Regions from separate parts of the Mus musculus genome. Here region 1 is linked to region 2. A link is a contact called in public Hi-C data. All regions are on one chromosome and are shown on one strand. Each heading gives the region's core, a stretch centred on a gene start, on an enhancer-like site or on the middle of the called end of the contact. The rest is flanking DNA. Distances are from core to core; before and after follow the strand shown.

Region 1 (5,429 bases), core at 1,204-3,703, 130 kb before region 2:
AAAAGGATATCGCAAAAAGAGAGCAGCGATGAGTACTGATACCATATAAAACATAATTTAATTTAAAAACAGTGGTGCAGTCAGTGATGAGCATGATACAACAGAAAGGACACTCTAAGAGTGTGGTGGTGCACAGCTGTAATCAGGAGGCTGAAGCAGGAGAAAGCGCGCACTTAAGACTAAACCTAAAGTGGGCTGGAGAGATGACTCAGAGGTTAAGAGCAGTGGCTGCTCTTCCAGAGGTCCTGAGTTCAATTCCCAGCAACCACATTACAGAGGGTGGCTCACAACCATCTGTAATGGGATCTGATGCCCTCTTCTGGTGTGTCTGAAGACAGCACCAATGAACTCCTATACATAAAATAAATAGTTCTTTAAAAAACCAAAAAACAAAAAGACTAACCTGAGGTCCACAGCCAGCTACATACCTTGTCTCAAAATGCCTAAGACAAGATGTAAAACATACACTGGCTGCCACCTTGGGTGTATTAGAAACCACAGAAGCTAAACGCATAAAGCACTCTGAAACAGAGAGAACATCAGTTAGTGTATTTTATTTGGAACTATGGAGATTCAGTGAAAGCCAAGTTAGCACTCTGGGTAACATTAGACAGCAGTGAGGCCGAAGCAGTGTGGTTTGGGAAACTCCACCCATGAGACAGTGCCTTGGCTTGGGCCTGTGTGAAACTGAAGACCTGTGAGAAAAGGCAGATGCAGGAAGGACTGTCCTAGGGAGCACTACCTAAGACCCTGGTGTAAGTCACCCTACGCTGTGACAGAAGGAACAATCTACCTCAAGATGGAGGGCAGAGTAGGCAGTGGTGGGGCAGGGGGAGGTGTAGGTGGTGGTGGGGCAGGGGGAGGTGTAGCTGGTGGTGGGGCAGGGGGAGGTGTAGCTGGTGGTGGGGCAGGGGGAGGTATAGGTGGTGGTGGGGCAGGGGGAGGTGTAGGTGGTGGTGGGGCAGGGGGAGGTGTAGGTGGTGGTGGGGCAGGGGGAGGTGTAGGTGGTGGTGGGGCAGGGGGAGGTGTAGGTGGTGGTGGGGCAGGGGGAGGTGTAGGTGGTGGTGGGGCAGGGGGAGGTGTAGGTAGTGGTGGTGAGGTAGGGGCAGTGTAAACCATGGTAGGGTGGATGAGAACAGACCCTGTCTCCTGGCCCCTCTTGCCCACTGTCCCTGGCCTTAAGTCCCCTTTGCAGGATCACAGTCCAGGACATCTCACTCTGCATTCAACGGAGCAGGAAAATAATCATTTAACTGTTTCTGCCAGCCTCAGGACCAATTCCTCATGAAGGCTCCTGTGGCAGCACAATAGTATTAATAACTGTGTGGGCTCTTCTTTTCTTCATCTGTCTTTTGCTCTGAGGGCCTCAGCCAACAACTTAGAACTGTAGGAGGAAAAGATACTTTCTTCTCCTGTTTTAAACCGTAAGTTCTTAGAAAGTACCAAGTAGAAAATATTCATATTTTTGTGCAATCGGGAAACATTACGAAATTCAGTCATATTTCCCATTACAAAAAAAAAAAAAAAAAGAATGATTTCTTTTAAAGTCAGATTTTGTAGACCATGCTTGCTGATAGAAATGGGAAGGCTGACAGGATTTCTAGATGTGTTAAGAATAAGTGGGGGGTTGGAGAGATGGCTCAATGGTTAAAAAGCGCCTCCTGTTGTTACAGAGCCCCCCCTCACCACCACCCTCCGGAGCCCCCCCCCCCCCCCCGCCCCGGGGTCAGTTCCCAGCATGCACTGGGTGACTCCAGTTCCAGGTGATCTGATGCCCTCTCCTGACATTTGTGGGCACCGGGCATGCACGTGGTGCACTTAGATGCAGTAGGCAAAACACTCAGATGTATAAGATACAAGGAAAAGCAAAACAGGAGCAAAAGTTTGGCCAAACTGTAATCAACGCTTGCTTCCTAATTTTCTCTAAAATAGAGCAAAACCAAGGTGGTGTTCCTGGTGCTAGCTACCCCGTAACAACGCTCAAAAGAATTTTTTTTTTTAAGTAGAAAAAGAAAAAAAAAAAAGTTGCCGGGCGTGGTGGCGCACGCCTTTAATCCCAGCACTCAGGAGGCAGAGGCAGGCGGATTTCTGAGTTCAAGGCTAGCCTGGTCTACAGAATGAGTTCCAGGACAGCCAGGGCTATACAGAGAAACCCTGTCTCAAAAACCAAAAAAAAAAAAAAAAAAAAAAAAAAAAGTTATAGGATGCAAAATTTACGATCGGAAAAGCAAAGCGGTGAAGATAGTAGTGGAAACCGTGAGGTAAGGCCAGCAGGGTGAACCAACAGGAGCGCGGATGAGCGAGAGACAAGGAAGCGCTCGCTGGAAGCGGCTGCACCGAGTTAGTTAGGGGTAGCATCTCGCCGAGAGAAGGCTCAGTGGTTAAGATCTGCTTGCTCTTGCTTTAGACCCAAATTTGGTTCCTAGCACACACGGTGGCTCACTGGGCCCTCTGGTGGCCACTGTGGGTACTACACATGCACATGGCGCATAGACACACACAAAGGCATAACAACATCATACATAAAATAAACACATCTTTTTAAAAACCGTTTTTGTCTGTCTGTTTGTTTGTTTTTAAAGTGGAGACTTCAGTGCGTCTGGTCTAAAGCTAAATTATCTTGGGTTAACTCAGCCTCTGAATAACCAATTTCTGTCCCCTGCGTGTGTGACCCAACATCTTTGTGATGACAAAGCCTGAAAGTATCGTTAAGAAGTATATGAGGCCAATGACAGAGGTTTCCTGTTTCCATCTTCCGTTTGAAAAGCGCCTGAGTTATGACTTTCTTTGCTTTGCTCACTACAAACTCTGTGAAACAGTTTGGACATTGGAACCCAGTATTCAGGTACACTACAGCCGATTTTATGGGCCACGATCCCTCATCATTGGTTCCAGAATAAACCATTTCCCCACTTCTTCGCAGCGACTGTTGGGTTTTCGTGTTGATAACGCAGAAGTGGACAATGACTTCCTTTTATTCCGTGAATCAGTCAAACCATCACTCCCTTCGCTAAGGGGCTTTTTTACTGTGAGCACAACTGACCAGTTAGCCACCCATTGCTTGGCTCATTAATTTTGCAGCAGTACTGAGTTAGATGGTGTTAGGCAAGGCTATCCTCCTAGCCAAACTGCTGCCATCTTCAGGAGCCCGGGCGTAACAGGCGTAATTACTCACCCCAGTCCATGAGCTGTCAGGAATCATGCTATAAAAGCATGGTCCAGCTGTAGAGATGGCTCAGAGGTTAAGAGCACTGACTGCTCTTCAGAAGGTCCTGAGTTCAAATCCCAGCAACCACATGGTGGCTCACAACCACCCATAAGGAGATCTGACGGCCTCTTCTGGTGAGTCTGAAGACAGCTACAGTGAACTTACATATAATGATATATATATCTTTTGAGAGAAAAAAAAAAGCATGGTCAATGAGAGGGAGGGCTAGTCCTGACGTAACCCACGGAAGTCACAGCCCAGCATTGATCTTTTGTTTGTTTGTTTTCCTTTTTCTTGTTAAAGATTTATCTATTTATTTTATGTCTATGAGTGCACTGTAGCTGTACAGATGGTTGTGAGCCACCATGTGGTTGCTGAGAATTGAACTCAGAACCTCTGCTCTCTCCAGCCCCGCTCGTCTGGCCCAAATATTTATTTATTTCAGCTCCCTGTTTGTTTTTGAGACAGGGTTTCTCTGTGTAGCAGCAATGGCTATCCTGGAACTCTATCTGTAGCCTCAGTTGGCCTTGAACTCTAAAGAGCTCTGCCTGCCTCTGCCTCCTGAGTGCTGGGACTAAAGCCACAGCATTGATCTTAACAGGTGCATTTATTGCTCCATGATTCTGCTGAGTTGATAAACTTATAATTCCATTTGGTAAAATACAGTCAAATCAATACGACATGCTGGCCTTTTACACTGATTAGAGGCCCAGTTTGAAAACTATCCTGTAAGAGCCCCTGAAGAGTTCTTCCATGTGGCGTCCTCCTCCCGTGCCCCTTCCCTTGTGTACTAGCTGGCGTTGTGTGTCAACTCGACACAAGCTGGAGTTATCAGAAAGGAAGGAGCCTCAGGTGAGGAAGTGCCTCCACAAGATCCAGTTGTAAGTGGATCAATTAGTGACTAGTGGGGGAGGGTCCTGCCCATTGTGGGTGGTGCCATGCCTGGGCTGGTGGTCCTGGGTTGTATGAGAAAGCAAGCCGAGCAAGCCAGGGGAAGCAAGCCAGTAAGCAGCATCCTTCTATGGCCTCTGCATCAGCTCCTGTGTCCAGGTTCCTACCCTGTATGAGTTCCTGTCCTGACTTTCTTTGGTGATGAACAGCAGTGTGGAAGTGTAAGCTGAATAAACCCTTTCCTTCCCAACTTTCTTCTTGGTCATGATTTTTTGGGCAGAAATAGAAACCCTGACTAAGGCACCTTGGTTTCTTTATCTTTTTCTGTACTGGGGACTGAAGAGGGGGCCTCATGCATGCCAGATAAACATTCACTTTACTACTGAGCTATCCCACTGCCACACTAAAGACACTGGTAAGTCACAGCACACGCACACGTGCGCATAACTGGCTCTGGGTGACTCTGTGTGAACTATCTGGAGAAATGCTTTTTAGATGAAGGAGCAAAGTTTTGTGAATGTGTAACTAACTTTTATCTAACTTTATGTGTTGATAAAGCCACCAAGAATGTAGTCATAGAAGCCTACGCATTCCAACCCTTGAAGATGGAAATATAAGATGTGGCTGACTGTTCATCTCTATGATTTTTTTTTTTTCAGTTTAGAAAATGTATCGAAGCGGTTGATGATGTCTGATCTCTCTCTGGAGCTGCCGAAAGGCTGTGTGTCAAGTCAGTTACAGAACATCTCCCCAATGCGCGCACACTCCCTGGAAATATGGGTGTGAAAATGTGAAAAAACCTCCACGAAGCTGACAAAGATGAAAAGCAATTTTGGTAAAACGGCCATCGTGCAAGCATTGCTGATGACAACGGTATCCTCTCTGCAATCCTGAGCAGCCCACGTGGAATAATATTCAGGGGAAATGGGGTGTTTTTCTCCATCGTACTCCTCTGACCGATTGCTTCAGTACTATATGTTGAAGAGCCAAGAGAGGGGGGAAAACCCTATCTTATTACAGGTCACATTTGTGCTTGGAAAATGTCAGTTGACCATGATGAAGACAGAACATAATCCTGGTTGGAGATTTGTAGATTCAGAACCAAATATTTGGTCCCCGGCATGCAGAAAGCATTTGGGTAATGTAGATGGAGTTTTAAAATGTATATTTTAGTCACATGCAAACAAAATGTTTGGGATACTGAGCAATGGTTATATTTTAACTGGTCAGTATTATTTTTTTAAGGGATGGCAAGAGGAAGGGCATTTAGACTGCTCAGTTACAAAATAGCCAAGTTAATGTCCTTCCCTCCCCAATCTCAGACAGAGCA
Region 2 (5,793 bases), core at 2,261-4,760:
AAGGCTCTGAAGCACCTAGACACAGCACCTAGACACAGCACCTAGACACAGCACCTAGACACAGCACCTAGACACAGCACCTAGACACAGCACCTAGAAACAGCAGAGGCTCAACAGATGCTGAGTGAAGGAGCAAACAGTTACAACCTTAAATTCTTTATATTCTTGCATCACTAGCTCCAACCTAAGCAGACCTGCAGTGGCCACAAGGTTCCCACTGTCCGTATTCCCAAGAGATGCAGGGAAATGTTATCTTCCCTACCATTAGGAGGGATGATTTAGGGCTAAGAGCCTCTGCTCAGTTCCCAACACAAAGCAGAAAGTCTGGGCTTAAATCCAGCTCTGATGCTAATATGTGGGCTGGGACAGGTGACAGTTTTTGTGTACCTTGGCTACTTTGTAGATGAACTGTCGTATGGCCACTACTACATGTCATATGGTCACTGTTGAAGGATCTGAGGAGTTTAGTTCAGTGCCTGGCAAGCAATGAATGGCTAAAGGACATTCTCTACGCATGGAATCGTAAGTTAGTCAATACTTCTCACTGAGGTGAATGGCTTTGGCGAGGGGCTACTCAGTCTTATAATCTGGTCGTGGGAGTGCCAAAGGGGGTGTGTGAGGTGCCAGTCACTGCTTTCAAATCAAGTTGGGTTACTGGGTCCTCAACAGCCTAAAAGAGACTCCAAATCCTGGACAGTGGAAAAGCAGATGTACTTAAGGAGGCAAGTGAGTCCTCTTCTTTGAATTTCTGGTCCTACACAAACACACAGAGTGAACAGGATTGTCTTTTGAAAGATGAGCTCCCTCTCGCTCTTCGTCTTGTTCCAGACAACTACACTGGAAGACCAGTAGTCACAGACTTACCAGGAGCCCTGCCCAAGCCTTCCCTGCCAAGGCTCTCAAGACCTAGGCTTGGAAGGGTTTCACCAGTGGATAGAAGAAAGCCTTGGAGATGTATTAGCATGCCCCACACTGTGGAGTGGCTAGCATGATTCTGACCCCACGATCCCTCCTTACTTTATGCATATGAATGTGCATATCTGCATGTACACCTGCATGCCAGAAGAGGGCATCAGATCCCATTATGGATGTTTGTGAGCCACCATGTGGTTGCCGGGAATTGAACTCAGGATCTCTGGTAGAGCAACCACCTCTCCAGCCCCCAAGATCCCTCTTACTAGCAGTGCACCAGTCAAGGTGGACCCATAACAGAACTGTGACAGATTAGATGTAAGATAGCAACCTTGTCCTGTGTTCTCTGGGATTGATTTTGAAAAAAAGGACAAAGTGAGATATGAAGGGAGGGAGAAGGAGGGAGGGCATGGCTAGCATCCCTCCCTCTTCATCCTCCTTTATCCTCCTTCCCGCCACCTTGCATGACTGCCGTCTAACAATCACCAGGAAACAGGTATGATCACAAATCCTTCCAAGCCGGGAAGACCAGTGGGAAGAGAACAAAGCCCAGGTTGGATGTCATCACAGAGCAGATGCACCTGGCTTGGGCTGCCTACCTGCCCTTTGTGTTGGGGGACACACAGACGGTTGCGGTCCCTGTTGTTTGGGTTTCCCAGGCCTTTGCGTGGACTCCTCACTAAGGAACTTGCACGTAGCCCAAAGCTTTACACCGCTGTGTCCATGAACACGGGTCCCCACTCTGCTCTGCTGGGTCTCTGCTCCTTGCAGATGGGGCTCTAGGCTTGCTCATTTCTATAGCACTGGCATACAGTGGGTCTCCCACAGATGTTTGACGAGTGAGTATCGGTGTCATCTGAGATACGCTATGACCGGTGAGACTGTCACCGCTGCTGTTGAACATCTCCAGGTGCCGGTGTGACCGTCTTGCCAGGAATGAAGAAATCCAGGAGACATCATGACCCCCCCCCCTTTGGCTACCTGGCAGCTTTAGAATTCTCACAATTAGACGTTCCTCGGGGACTCATGCTGACTGGACTCATGGTGCCAGCCAGAGGGAGAGTTTGTCTCCCAGGAAGAGATCTCAGAATTCTGACAACTTGTCTGACTAGACTCTCCCCTGAGAGACTGGAGCTAAGGCAGTGATGGGCAGGACCAGGCCGTGGCCAGAACTGCTTAATTATGGATGCATCCTTGGCGAGGAGTATTATCTGTGCACGTCCCTTTCTGCACTTCACTATTATGGCCGGTCCCAGTGTGTTCACACTGCCAGGGTCCAGGATGTGGCCCTAACAGTCTGGTGATGTTGGGTTTCATCAGAGAATGGTGTGATATGCTTCAAACTGGGTGCTTGTGTAGAGGTAAAGTCATGATCTACGAGCAGACTGTAGGTCCTTCATTTCTGCATGCATCATAATGACAAGCAAAGCCTTTAAATAGACAGACAAACTAGAGCTTTTCTGTCAATAACAATGTAGCTTTACTGAAATAGAATTAGCCTCAATGAGAGAGGAGTGGGGTGGTAGAAAGGACCCAGCAAAGGGTGATGGGATGGATGGTTTTTCTCCCTGACTCCTCGGGACTGTCTTTCCTCATCTGCCTCCTCCGTTGCCCGTGGCAGTTTCCATTTCCTTCAGCCTGGCTGGCTACTGAGCCAATTACCCAAAGCCTTTCTGTCGTCTGCGTCAGCTCTCCTCGTTCCTTCACAGTTTCTGCGTTGCATAAGCATTTTAATGCTTACACAACAACCTTAGGTCTGTTGGGGGTCTTTGAACCTCAGAAGATTGTAATATATTGGCTTCAATACTCACCTGTGGAAAGCCTGATACCTTCTTTTGAGATTTCTTCTGATTCCCAGCAGACTTTCCTCTGGCTGGGGAAAGCGATGGAGGTGGGGAGGATACAACATGGACAGGACACTCCCAGCTTCTACTTCCTTCTAAGAAGAGTCTGATTTCTCACCATTTGTGTGCTAAGCCCTTCCCAATATTGTGTTCACAGGATCAAGGGCAGCAGGACCTCATTCATCTCTCATTGCCAATTAGACAGTTTGTATCACTCAATATTCATAACATGTTAGCACTTCCACACAGCCCATAAACACGGCCTTAGTGAGTAGTATGTCCTAGCATTTATTCTGTGCTGGGCTTTGTCAGGCAAAGGATACTTGAGTGACTTACTGTAGTAGTGATGGAGACAGAAGGTGGAACTGGAGAGCCATAGTCGGTATCCCTATAGAGTACTGGCAGGTGCTGTGGTCCTGTGTGAAGGGCCACAGGAGCAGGGACACACTGTGTGCTATGCAGGCACAAGGTTCTGAAAGGATCCGTGTGGTGTTGCTTCTTATGCTAATGAACAGAGATCTCTCCTTCACAAGGCCTTCCTCTGTCATGGAGGCCCAGCCAGAAGTTCCCCTAATTCCATCCGCACTGGAAACAAGCCACTTGTGCATCTGCACTAGGAAATGTCAGCCACTTGGGTTGAAGAGAAGCTGATGATGTCCCCATGTGGTCCCAGGAAGGGAATGCCACTGTCTTGAGGGTTAAAGTTCACTCTGTTACACAGGTGAGTAATCTGCAGCAGACCTCATTCCTTTTCATAACTTCCCCCTGGATTTTACATATTAGCAAATGGCTAGTTTTTTTCTGCTATAGGTCTGCTTGTGTGTGTGTGTAAAGGTGGGCTTTATCGCCATCTAGTGGCATCTTTTATCCTTGTGGTTTCTTGAGTATAAAAATACTAAATGTTACCATTAAGCAAAAGAAAAAAAAAATCCATTTTAAAAATTGATCCCTGGGAAAAACAACACTATCAACCAACCAGACCTCCCCCCAGAGCTCCCAGAAACTAAACCATCAATCAAAGAGTACACATGGAGGGACTCATGGCTCCAGCCGCATATGTAGCAGAGGATGGCCTTGTCAGACAGGGGAAGGCTCTATGCTCCAATGTAGGGGAATGCCAGGGCAGAGTGGATGGGTGGGTGGGGGAGCATCCTCATAGAAGCGGGGGGAGGAGGGGATGGGATATGGGATTTCTGGAGGGGAAACTGGGAAAGGGGATAACATTTGAAATGTAAATAAATAAAATAACCAACAAAAAAGAAAAAGAAAAAGAAAGGATATATATATATAATATATATTATAGATAGTATATATTATATAATATACATATTCTTATAAGAAAAAGAAAAAGGGTATATGTATATAACATACAACATGTAACATATAATAATCTATTATGTATTATATATTATATGTACATTATATATATATTATTATATATTATATATTAATGTATACACACACATATATATATGATCCGCATATATAGAGGGATTTGGTACCCTGACATCCAAGACTGTGCTCCAGCTTTTGCACTTTCTGTGCTACCCAGTTTTGAAGGAAATCAGCCTGTGACTGTCCTCACATGTCCAGTGGCATCTAACAATTCTAAAGTATGTTTACGGCTTCTCTCAGCGCAAGCCTCCTGAGCTAGCAAAAGCTGGCTCCTCAGATATCAAGAACACAGCCTGCTGGCTAGACAAGCCTTAGTTTGTTGCTCACCTCAGAACGTTGTTATCATCTCAGCGAGGGTAAGGTGGATACTGGGGATATCAAGCATTGTGTGAGAGAGGAGATTTTTGGCTGGGCTTTTCAAAAAGAAGGCTCAGGATTGGGTAAGAATCAGAGTAGAGAAGTCCAAGGTTGGTGAAACTATCAAGGCACAGGACTTTTAGGTCCAAGCCGTCAGGTGACAGTGTCTTTAGAAGTGATGGGCTGTTGGGAAACCTCCTGGAAAAAACAACCTAGCCCAGGGAGAAGATTTGCAGAAAAGCAAATTGATGCTGGCAAGGCAGCTCCAGGAAGATCTGTTAATACAGACAGGGAAGTGGCTATGCCTCTTATTACCCAGGCTGAGTATTGGAGTGGCCATTTCTGTTCTTAGTGGCCATCCACAGTTAAGATGCTGGCATAACATCAAGCAGGGTTAAACAAGGAAATGCCACCATAAACTGTCACAAGCAAGGCTGGGGATGTGGCTCAGTGGCGGAGCATTTCTTAGTGTGTGTGTGTAGCTCTAGGTTCAATCTCTGACACTACAAAAAAAAAAGTAAATAAGTTAATTGTGTCCCTGTGTCAGGGGCTGGAGAGATTGGCTCAGCTGTGAAAGGCTCACAGCCAAAACAGAGTAGTTATGTCAGGATGCTTAGGCAAAAACATGCTGAATAGGCATGGTTGTAAAGTGATAGGTAGTGAGGGTACATCGTTTCAGAGACAGCGTAACAATGTGATACGTGCATCGCATAGACTAGTTGGATGAGGACAGTTAGCATGTCTGTCTCCTTAAACAAGTATCATTTCTACATGTTGGGAAACCTTGAACTCATCTCATTTATTGTCTAAAGACGTACTGAATCCTCGTTACCCCACTGAGTTGTAGAACACTAGAATGTATTCCTGTACAGATGCACTTGGATATTCGTTATCCAGCCCCTTTCTGTCCTCTCACCTTCCTTCTCCTAGTATACAGAGAACACTGTTCTATTTTCTACTCCTATGAGATCAATTTGTTAAAGTCTCCATATATGAATGAAAACATGTAGTATTTGTCTTTCTGTGCCCAGCTTGTTTCACTTAACATAACATCCTCCAGTGTGTCTATCATCTGGACACAATATCAGGACTTCATTCCCCTATGTAGAACACTATCTTATTTGTGTACACACTACATTTTTGGTTGTCATCTGCTAAGGGACCTCAGTTGACTCTAGTTTTAGTTGTTGTGAACATTGCTGTACAAACCACAGGAGTGCAGACATTTCTGTGATAACTTGATCTCATTTCCTTTGGAGGTAGACCAGTTGGACAGCTGGATGGA

The links. A called contact is a pair of places that touch in the nucleus more often than the background predicts.
Region 1: a contact with region 2 is called in a Hi-C map of ECoMG myeloid progenitors, with 2.5 times the contacts expected there. The contact joins two enhancer-like sites. A contact is called at or near these places in 20 of 484 Hi-C or Micro-C datasets (8-cell embryo, ECoMG myeloid progenitors, ECoMG-derived neutrophils and 6 more), 2 of 115 datasets of contacts at active chromatin or transcription factors (acute myeloid leukemia and embryonic stem cells) and 1 of 9 other capture datasets (embryonic stem cells).

The regions. Positions count from the first base shown.
Region 1 is chr15:97,324,710-97,330,138 of GRCm38.p6, reverse strand. The region is part of intron 3 of Pced1b (PC-esterase domain containing 1B); the gene reads right to left. Among named protein-coding and RNA genes, the nearest start is that of Gm33325, 30 kb to the left of the region's middle. Within about 2 kb of position 2,453, at least 7 of the 459 cell types and tissues checked have an H3K27ac peak or open chromatin away from gene starts, as enhancers often do. A contact at or near this core is called in ECoMG myeloid progenitors, where this site is marked.
Region 2 is chr15:97,193,603-97,199,395 of GRCm38.p6, reverse strand. The region is part of intron 3 of Gm33205 (a long non-coding RNA gene); the gene reads left to right. Among named protein-coding and RNA genes, the nearest start is that of Gm33205, 7.3 kb to the left of the region's middle. Within about 2 kb of position 3,510, at least 6 of the 459 cell types and tissues checked have an H3K27ac peak or open chromatin away from gene starts, as enhancers often do. A contact at or near this core is called in ECoMG myeloid progenitors, where this site is marked.